Regions from separate parts of the Sus scrofa genome. Here region 1 is linked to region 2. The links are chromatin contacts, called in public Hi-C maps. All regions are on one chromosome and are shown on one strand. Each heading gives the region's core, a stretch centred on a gene start, on an enhancer-like site or on the middle of the called end of the contact. The rest is flanking DNA. Distances are from core to core; before and after follow the strand shown.

Evidence for each region. A called contact is a pair of places that touch in the nucleus more often than the background predicts.
Region 1: a Hi-C map of skeletal muscle shows a contact between it and region 2, with 5 times the contacts expected there. The contact joins the promoter of GCLC here to the promoter of RXRB in region 2. A contact is called at or near these places in 1 of 5 promoter capture datasets (fetal liver) and 1 of 47 Hi-C or Micro-C datasets (skeletal muscle).

The regions. Positions count from the first base shown.
Region 1 is chr7:27,207,313-27,212,015 of Sscrofa11.1, reverse strand. GCLC (glutamate--cysteine ligase catalytic subunit) reads right to left here and starts at 2,448. Exons shown (of 16, transcript XM_003482164.4): 1 at 1,843-2,448. The coding sequence starts at 1,992.
Region 2 is chr7:25,241,006-25,246,353 of Sscrofa11.1, reverse strand. It overlaps RXRB (retinoid X receptor beta), which reads left to right and starts at 3,700. Exons shown (of 10, transcript NM_001190246.1): 1 at 3,700-3,931; 2 at 4,610-4,857. The coding sequence starts at 3,700. It overlaps SLC39A7 (solute carrier family 39 member 7), which reads right to left and starts at 3,344. Exons shown (of 7, transcript NM_001131045.1): 1 at 2,514-3,344; 2 at 2,257-2,425; 3 at 2,056-2,109; 4 at 1,759-1,923; 5 at 1,468-1,608; 6 at 1,065-1,261. The coding sequence starts at 2,924.

The DNA.
Region 1 (4,703 bases), core at 1,199-3,698, 2.0 Mb before region 2:
CAGCAAATACTCAGGTATAAGACAAACCCCTCCCCAAAGTCATACATACCTTCTCTCTGCCCAGAGATGCAGAGGTACCACAAGGGAGAGTTAAGCCTCTGCAAGCCGCTGGTCAAGGAGAGGAGAGAGAACCAACCTGGGGGAGACCAAGGTTTCACTGAAGTGCTATTACAGGAGTAGAAAGAGTGGGGGATTGTTTTTCTTAACCACCTGGGCAGTCCTCACAATCTCAATTCTTCCCTTTGTGTCAGGCTGCCTATTTCCCAGTGGACTGTCAATACATGCAAACAGGAATTTTATTCTTTTTGAAAATCCTGCACTCTACCCAGACATGACTGAAGCAGAATTTAACAGGAGTTCCCATTGTAGCTCCTAGGAAACAAACCCAAAAGTATTAATGAGGATGAGGGTTTGATCCCTGGCCTCGCTCAGTGGGTTAAGGATGCAGTGTTGCCTTGAGCTATGTATGGTGGAGGTCAAAGACGCTGCTCAGATGTGGCATTGCTGTGGTGTAGACCGGCAGCTCTGATTCGACCCCTAGCCTGGGAACTTCCATATGCCACACCTGCGGCCCTAAAAAATAAAATATACCAACAAATGAGCAGCATGTTTAAATCTAAAATAATCTAGATAGTACAGAGGATAGATAATAAAATACACCTGATACACAAATGAATATATATGATGGCAGATGCTGTAAAAAAAATTAATTAGCTTTAGACTAAAAGCAAAGAATTATCACCAAACACATACCCTAGCCCTTTTCTGTCCAATAAAGTACAGAAAATCACTTGGTGCATAAACATGAATTACCAGCCTTACTTTTCTAGCTTAAAACAGCACAATTCCTTCAACTTAAGAGGCAGAATCATTTTCCACTCACAGAAAAACTAACTTTTTGCAGGGAGAGATTCCGGACGGACACAGCAGCACCATGACACTTAGGTCAATAGTGATTACACTGACCAGAAGATAAATTATTTACACCTGAGCAAGCTCTGGGCAGCAAAAGGTAAAAACATGAAAAATACAGATGGACTTTTCGAGAAGTCATTTGATTATGTGAACTATAATACACGTGACTTTTAAAGACAGGAGGGGAAGGCATAAACGTCTTTTCGCGAGAAAAGACTAAATCTAACAGGAGGCAATGCTTTCCAGATCATTCCAATGACAATGGTTCAACACAGTGAGAATCTACGGACGTTACACTGAAACAGCACACATGTGGAAGCACGGATTCAGAAAGTTTCTATGCTAAATCTAGGCCATGAAAAGGCGCTAACAAAGCCGAATTTTGAAGCTCTAGCAGTCTGCATTTAGAATTAAAAAGGACCAGGAAGATTCCTCTCCTTTAGGAAAGCTGAGCCATAATTTGTTTCAACTTTTACCTATAAAGTGGTGGTGGTGCAAGGTGGCTGATAAGCTGGAGGTTTAACAGGTACCTGGAGGAGGTGGGGCGCAAGTGAATCCTGAAACCTGATTCTCAACAGCAACCGGCCTTCTTCATGTTAACGGCATTTTGAGACAGAACGGTGGGTCGCTAGGCGGTCGCCTAACACCCCAGCCTGAAAACTCCTCCAGGCACCCAGTATCACACTTTTCCACGCTTATACCCTCCCAGCGCCTATCCGCATTTGCTGAATGGAGAGGAACCCCGAATGAATGAATGGAAAAGAGAAGTCTGGCCAGAGACTCGGAGCAGGGGCCTGGACAGCCCTGGGCGGTGCTGGACCCTCGCGGGAGCGGCGGGGACCCTCGGGGCAGCGCAGGGCGCGAGCTGCCCGGGGCCGGGGCCGCGTCTCGCGGAACAAAGGGGCGCGGGGTGGCGGGGGTGCTCACCTCGTCGCCCCACTTGAGCACGTCCTTGTGCCGGTCCTTGACGGCGTGGTAGATGTGCAGGAACTGGAGGATCCCGTGCCGTCGCACGTGGTCGGCGTGGCGCTGGGTCTCCTCCCAGCTCAGGGGCGAGCCCTGGGACAGCAGCCCCATGGCCGCCCCCTATCCTGGTCCCCCGGGCTAGTGGCGGCCGCTCCGGGCTCCGGGCGCGCAGCCCGGGCCGGACACTCAGCTGCCCGCAGAAGGCGAGGGCGGCTTGGCCCCGCGGGGGCGCCCTCGGGCCGCAGTCGGCAGAATGAGGGTCCGGTCCGCTCCTGGGCACGGGGTCCTCGCCGCTCGGGCGACCGACCCAGACGTCCGGCGCACCGCGCGGACAGAAGCGGACGGGAGGGGAGGCTGGGTGGCCCTCTGCCCGACGGCCTGGACCCTCGCCCGCTCGAGTCCCGCCCCGCTCCTGCTCCGAGGCGGCGGCGGCGGCCCCCACAGCCGCGGTGCGCCGGCAGCTCCCGCTTCTCTTTGCCGGTGTCGTGCTCTAGCTTCTTCCTACTTATGACCAAAACCTGCGCCGCCGCGGAGCATGCCCAGTCCGCCTACCCACTAGCTCGCCGCTCCCGTGAGCGATCCGCAGCTCCGGATTTTATAGACTGCGGGCGGGGGCGGGGAAAGGAGGCGGTGCAAGAGAGGAGGCGTGGCCGATCGCCCCCAGGGGCCTAGGGAGGAGGCGGGGGAGGAGTGCATAGGCGTGGTTAGGGCGGAGTCCAAGGGGAGGGGCTCGGCGGCGAGGAGCCGGGTCAGCCTCGTTTTAAGCAAACGCGCTGTGTGAAAATCCGTTTTCTCTAATCCAAAAAGATAAACTCTGGGTTCGTGAAGAAATTTGATTATTCGAATTAATGAAGAATCCACTAGATATTTTTGTAGGTGAGGAGGGTCTCATAAAAGCGGGGCGAGAGCAGCAGGGTGTGGCAAGAAAATTTGTCTACACGTTTTCAGACATGTATGTATTAAAGTACTTGTGCAGTCTCACTATTTGGTAGCAGATGATACAGACACTATTAATTGCAACAAAAGGGGAGTTGTCAACATCTCCGGAAGGATCGTTAGATGAATCATCTCCAAAGTGTATTCCCCATCCAAACCTAAGATTTATCCATTAAGTGATTAAAATGGTGTTCATGTGAGCTTACCACAGGGGTTAGAAGATACTAGAAAGAACTGGGGTTGGCCCTAGGCTGGCGGGAAAGGGAAGGAACCAGGTATATCTCCCCCAGGTAATTTTAATTGTTCAAAAAAATGTGTGACAGAGCCATGAAATGACAGCTGGGGGGAAATTGACAGCAACTGGATCATACAGGTACTGAGGCCTGAAAGCATGTATTTATTGTGCCCACTTCCCTCATGCCACGAAGTTAACATTTAGCAAGTACTTCTTGACTGCTCTGTGGATATATGATCGAAGTTTATTCTCCCACATCCTTATTGGATGTGCCCATCTAGGAGCTTGGGGATATGGATATGCAGGATCTGTCTGTAATGGTCACAGGTGTGTGTTTGTCTGTGTGTGTGTGTGTGTGTGTGTGTGTGTGTGTGTCTGGAGTGTGGGGTGGCTGTGTATGTATGTTTGGAGTGTTGGGGGGTGTCTGGAGTGTGTGTGGGGGTGTGTCTGGAGTGTGGGTGGGGATGTAATGGTGTTTGAGGCTCAGGAGATGTTTCAATCCCCCTTTTCAACAGCCAGGATGAAAACTAAACCTCATTCTAACTTGTCCACAGCGGGATCTTCCTTGTATTCTGCCCACCACCTCACTAGACCTGTGTGGTCCTGGATTTCTCCCGTTTTTTCTGCTTGGAATTCTCCCTGTGACACGTTCTTTTCATTCTTTGAGTCCCAGTTACTCCTCTCTGTACTTTGGTTATATCTGTACATGTCTCTATTTCTACATTATGATAGAATCATTAAAAAAAAAATCTCTATACTATATACTAGTTCCCTCTGGAATAGAGAGGATTTATGCCTTTTGTACCTTTAAAACTGCTTGGTATAAACATTAGCTTCCTATGGAAGGCAGGCCATGTGGGGGTGGAGAGGGACGACATTGTTGGTCACATCCAGGTAAAGTGTCCAAAGGATCATTTTGTAGTTCTCACAATCTCATCTCACATATGCATACCTTGCATTGTTTAACACAATAGCCATCAGCCACAGGTGGCTGAGCATTTGAAATGTGGCTAATTTGAGAAACTAAATTTTAGTTTTAATCTACAAAAATATAAAATCGATATTCCATTTGGTTTCTGGAAAACTTCTAAGTAAATTTGGAACAGGTTGAGAATGTGAATCCACTTCTTCATCAGTTAGTTTCATGAAATTGAATTACAGGTCAAGTGTTTCCAAAGAAAATTTAGTGGACTGGAGATGTGCTGAGTGTAATACAAACACCAGATTCAAAGAGTTAATACACAAAAAGAAAAGAAATATCTCATTACTAATTTTATATTGATTACATATTATACCAGTACTCTGGATATGTTATAGTACATTACTTAATATAGTATATTGTTTCTTTTTAGTTTTTAAAAGTGGCTAACAGAAAATTTAAGGTTATATGTGTGGTTCGAATTCCATTTAACTGTAACACAAGTGTAGACATTCACACTTTGCAAAGCACACACTTTTCCACTACACCTGCAGCCTACCTCAAAGCTAGTCTCTTGGAAAAGTGTCAGTTTCATTTTAATAAGGAAACAGACAGGGGCATTTCAGTAGTAGACTAAATTCTAGTCTAGCCAAAGCTCTAAACGATACTGAATGTATTGAGAGCTAATAACTATAATTTTGAGTCACTCTGCCTCTGATTCCAGTTAACACT
Region 2 (5,348 bases), core at 2,451-4,950:
TGGCGCAGTGGTTAACGAATCCGACTAGAAACCATGAGGTTGCGGGTTCGGTCCCTGCCCTTGCTCAGTGGGTTAACGATCCAGCGTTGCCGTGAGCTGTGGTGTAGGTTGCAGACGCGGCTCGGATCCCGCGTTGCTGTGGCTCTGGCATGGGCCTGTGGCTGCAGCTCGGATTCAACCCCTAGCCTGGGAACCTCCATATGCCGTGGGAGCGGCCCAGGAAATAGCAACAACAACAACAACAAAAAGACAAAAGACAAAAAAAAAAAAGAAATACTGAGCTACAAGACGAAATAGAACTTTTCATCCCTCATTTATAGAAGTTCGGTTGCCAACAATACTTCAGAGATGCTGAGTTCAGTTCCAGAACACCACGATAAAGTAAATATCACAAAAGTGAATATCACGATAAAGCAAGTTATGTGAGTTTTTTCGGCTTCCAGTGCATATAAGTTATATTTACACTATACTGCAGTCTAGTAAGTGTGCAGCAGCATTATGTCCACCATATACACAGCTTAATTAAAAATTACTTTATGGAATTTCTGCTGTGGCACAGTGGGTTAAGAATCTGACTGTAGCAGCTTGGGTCGCCGCAAAGGTAAGGGTTCGATCCCCAGCCTGGGAACTACCATTGCCACGGCCGCAGCCATTAAAGAAAAAAAAAAAAAAGAAGGTACTAAAAAATTCTAATCTTCATCTGAGCTTTCAACAAGTTACAATCTTTTTGCCGTTATGACATCAAAGATCACTGATCACAGATGAACATACCAAATGAGATAAAAATGAAAAGGTTTGAAATATTGCAAGAATTACCAAACTGTGACACAGAGACATGAAATGAATAAGTGCTGATGGAAAAAAATGGCGTCAACAGACTTATTCAACACAGGGTTGTCACAAGTTTGTAAAAAACACAATATCTGTTAAGTACAATAAAGAAGCACAATCAAACTAGGTAGGCCTGTAGTACAACTTGCTTGGAACTAATGGGTGGCAGTCTGAGTTTGGGCTGGGTGAGCAGGGGGTAAAGGGCTTGAGACAACCATGTCTGGTACACCAACCTGCTTTTTGCTGCAGCCAGACTGGACCAAGATGGCAAAGTCCCCCACTTCATGGGGCACTTCATGTAGCAGCACAGTCATCGTGGTCAGGATCCCGAGCCCCCGACCTCCTCGAAATGAAGCACCAATAGCTAGACCATCCGTGAAGTTGTGTGCCAGGTCAGCAGCCAGATTCAGATACCCTGACACACGCAAGTCTTGTACAGGAGAAAAGAAAGATGAAACAATCAGAGGCACTCCTCAACCCTAGTCCGAACCCTAGTCAGCCATTATCACATCTCCCCCAAGAGACCACTTCATGCCCAGCCCCAGTGTTTCCAGACACCTGCCATTACCCACAGCCCTTTTCCATGTAACTCGTGATGATGCCCCTTGTCCAAGTGTATGCAACCCTGGCCCTCACCTGACCCTGCTTTTTCCTCTCCAGAATGCTGAGGTCTCACTGGCCCATCTTTGGGCCTTGTGCTCCCTCCTCTTCTCTTCCTCGATGCCCCTGCTTCCTTTTCTTCTTCCTCTGAGCTCTGCTTTTCCTTTGAAGGACACTCTGAGGGGAAAAGAGGAGCTGGTAAGAGTGGGGAATGGAGACCTACCAATATGTCCTCAAAAGGGGAGTCCCCTCCCACCCAGGAGCCATAAAATGAGCAGATTCAGAGGTAGGCAAGACGGTTTTCATTAAAGTATTTCCTAGGCTCACCCTGTCTTCCATGTCCATGACCTCCATGCGTGTGACCGTGAGCATGTCCATGTCCGTGACTGTGTTCATGTCCTCCTTTCACGTGTCTCACAAATTTCTCCACCACAAGAAAGGCGACAATTCCACTGAGGACCCACAGTCCCACAGACAGAATGGGGCCCTGGCCTGGGGATGGACACATTGAGACATTAAGAGAAATATAGATTCCAGACTCTTCCTCCCCAAGTAGAGGAGAACAGGGAGGGACAGACCTTCCCTAGCACCCCAAACCATTATCTCCATCCTCCCCTTCCTTACCACTGTGGGAATGTCCGTGTCCGGGCTGCTCCAGAGGGTGGTGAGAATGGGGTTCTGGAAGAAGTGGGGGAAAAGGTTAGATAAGGGAATATCCCACACAAAAGGTGTGTATTGGGGGGACACTAGAAGGTCAGGGATCACAAAGAGGAAAGAACCCTCTCATTCAAAGAATAAAACACTCTAAGATTTGAGGTCACTTACCCAGAGCATGAGGAATGAGGTGCAGGAAGGCATCTCCCAAGAGCCCACCCGAAGCAAAACTCAGCAGGATCTGGAGCAGAGAGCGGTGCCGAGGTGAGTTGGACTCCACCGGGATAAGGAAGAGGACGAAAAATGGAGCTGCAGAGATGAGCACTGTGGCCCCTAGTGCCTAGTGAGGGAAAGTCAGGGGTCAAGAGGTGTGGGACTTCCCAACAATCCAGAACTCGCCCCCCTCTGCCCCATCCCGGGGGACTCACATAGGCCCAGAGAGTGACAGTGTCCAAGTCCTGCTTGATGCCTGGAGCCCCAGATTCCCCATAGCCTCCATGGCTGTGCTCATGGTCATGTCCGTGTCCTGGGTGGTAGAGGCTCTCATGGGAGTCGCCATGAATATGGCCATGGTGCAAATCCTCATGTGAATGTCCATGATCGTGACCGTGGGTATGCCCATGCCAGATGCTCTCATGAGTATGGCCATGGCCATGGGCATGGCTGTGTCCATGGTGGAAATCCTCATGTGAATGCCTGTGGCTGTGGCCATGCAAGTCCTCCTGCAGGTCTTCGTACAGGTCGCCATGACCCCCGTGTCCGGCCACTAGCAGCCCCAAGGCTGCCCACGTCAGCAGTCCCACGGCCACCCTGTGGGGGGCCCCCAGGCCTCTGGCCATCACGCTGACCAGAGGGACACAGACAATGACTCCACTTGACCCTCAACTGTATACCTATACAGGGTCCGCTTTACTCCGATAGCGCCCTCTGTCCACGTCTATGGACCGCTTCCCCGTCCCATTCTGTCCCCACCCACATTGTCCCCAAGATTCGTTTTCTTTATCCCGAACCCCTTCCCGGATGTAGGGCCCCCGGGATACCGCTCTAGGCTTTGATCCTCCACTCTTGGACTCTCTGGGCCCTCGTCTCTATGGCCCACTAGTTGAGAAAAAAGGCTTGGAAAGGACAGCAGAGAAAAGCGGGCTATTCTCACCGGCTCCGGGATCCTCTCCTTTCCCGGTTTGCTCGGACGTGGCAGTCCCACCTCCAGCTCCCGCGAGAACAGGGAATTCGGTTCTACCTTGGTCCCAATACTTTACCAATATGGCCGCATCCCGGTAGCTATGAAGCGCGCCTGTCCTGGCGCGCACGCGCGAGTGTGGAGGTTATTTGAGGGGATGCTGGGCGAGGCCGCTTAACAGGCTGGAGGAGACCGCCTCCTCGGTTTCCAACTAGACGAGGGGGCGGGAACTAGCGCGGAGACTTCCCGTCTATACCAAGATGGCTGCCACATCGGCGCTGTCATTTGGGTACAGAGCAGAGCGAAGCGCTTAATTTGACTCGGTTCAGGCCAAAGTCTTTTTCTCTGGGGCTTCCTCGTGCTAGCCGAATTCCCCGATCAGTTCTTGAGAATCCCTGGTACCCTCTCGGCATCCCTACACTCAGCCAGGAATCATGTCTTGGGCGGCTCGCCCGCCCTTCCTCCCCCAGCGGCATGCCGCAGGGCAGTGTGGGCCGGTGGGGGTGCGAAAAGAAATGCATTGTGGGGTCGCGTCCCGGTGGCGGCGGCGGCGGCCCTGGCTGGATCCCGCAGCGGCGGCGGCGGCAGCGGCAGCCGGAGAACAACAAACCCCGGAGCCGGAGCCGGGGCAGGCTGGACGGGACGGGATGGGCGACAGCGGGCGGGGTGAGTGTCCTAACAGACGGACAGGCAAGGCAGTGACCGCGTTATCAGCAGCCCCTACCCCCCCTCCCCTGATGCTCTTTCCCAGGCGCTCCCGCCCCCTTGTTTGTAAACACGCGTCCCCTCCCTCCCGAGGGCCTTAGCGCCCTCCCCCCGGGGCGGGGCGGGGAAGGGGAGCTTCCGCCGTCCGAGGGGTGGCCGGCCGCTTGAGGCCTTACACTCCTGAGATCCCAGGAGTGGGACAGTAGACCTTGAGCTTGAGGATTCTGGACGTTTGAAGGCAGATTCTGCGTCCTAGGAGGGGTCTCTTCCGCCTGTCTCTTTTCCCTGCTTGGTTTGGCTCCAAACTGGGAATGGAGGTGCTGACTGGTCCACACCACGTGCTGCCCCACCCACACGAGATGCCCCAGGCCTGGGGTGACCAAATGCATTGCTTGGAACGTGCCTCACCTGAACTGTCCTCTTCTTTGGCAACCCCTTCCTCTCACCACAGTTAGGAGTTAAGCCGTTGTTTGACAGCAGGGTACCTCTGAACTTAGGAAGGGGTGGGTGGGGTGGGGTGGGGTGGGGGTGCGGTGGGGGATCAGAGAAAGAATTAAAAGTCTCCGGTTGGATGATCGAAGACTCATTTTCTCTTTTTGTCTCTCCTGTCTGTGTCTGCCTGTGTGTACCCCTCCCCAGACTCCCGAAGCCCAGACAGTTCCTCCCCAAATCCCCTTCCCCAGGGGGCCGCTCCCCCTTCTCCTCCTGGGCCACCCCTACCACCTTCAGCAGCTGCATCCCTTGGAGGCTCTGGGGCCCCACCCCCACCCCCGATGCCACCCCCCCCACTGGGCTCCCCCTTTCCAGTCATCAGCTCTTCCATGGGGTCCCCTGGTCTGCCCCCTCCAGCTCCCCCAGGATTCTCCGGGCCTGTCAGCAGTCCCCAGGTGAGAGGTTGTGACCCACTTCCTGCCTCTCCACTTTCATTTCCTGTTTTCCTGTGACTCCACATCCTTGAGTGAACTTCCCCATGGCCCCTTGACCTGCCAGGCCTGAAGTCCTTTCGAGACCCCTTGCCCTTCCTGAAGTGACTGATCGTTCAGTACATGCCTCCTCCCCGACCCTATAAAAGAACCCAGGTGTTCTTGATGTCCCTTTCCATCTATTAGTGATTGTTTTTTTTTTTTTTTTTTTTTTTTTTTTTTTGCCCTTTTTGTCCCAGCTGCCCTTCTGAGATACAAGCCTTCGGGGCCATTGTGTTGCACAATTTCAGGGGGACCTTTATATCTCATCCTCTTTGGGGTTGTGCTCATTGGGGGTGGCCCTTCATGGGCACTGCAGTGTCAATAATGCCCTTTGTAGTGTGCAATGCAGGGCCCTGCCTAGTGGTAGGGAGTGATTTCTGTCACCTCTGAAAAATTATCCTTCCCAATGAGTC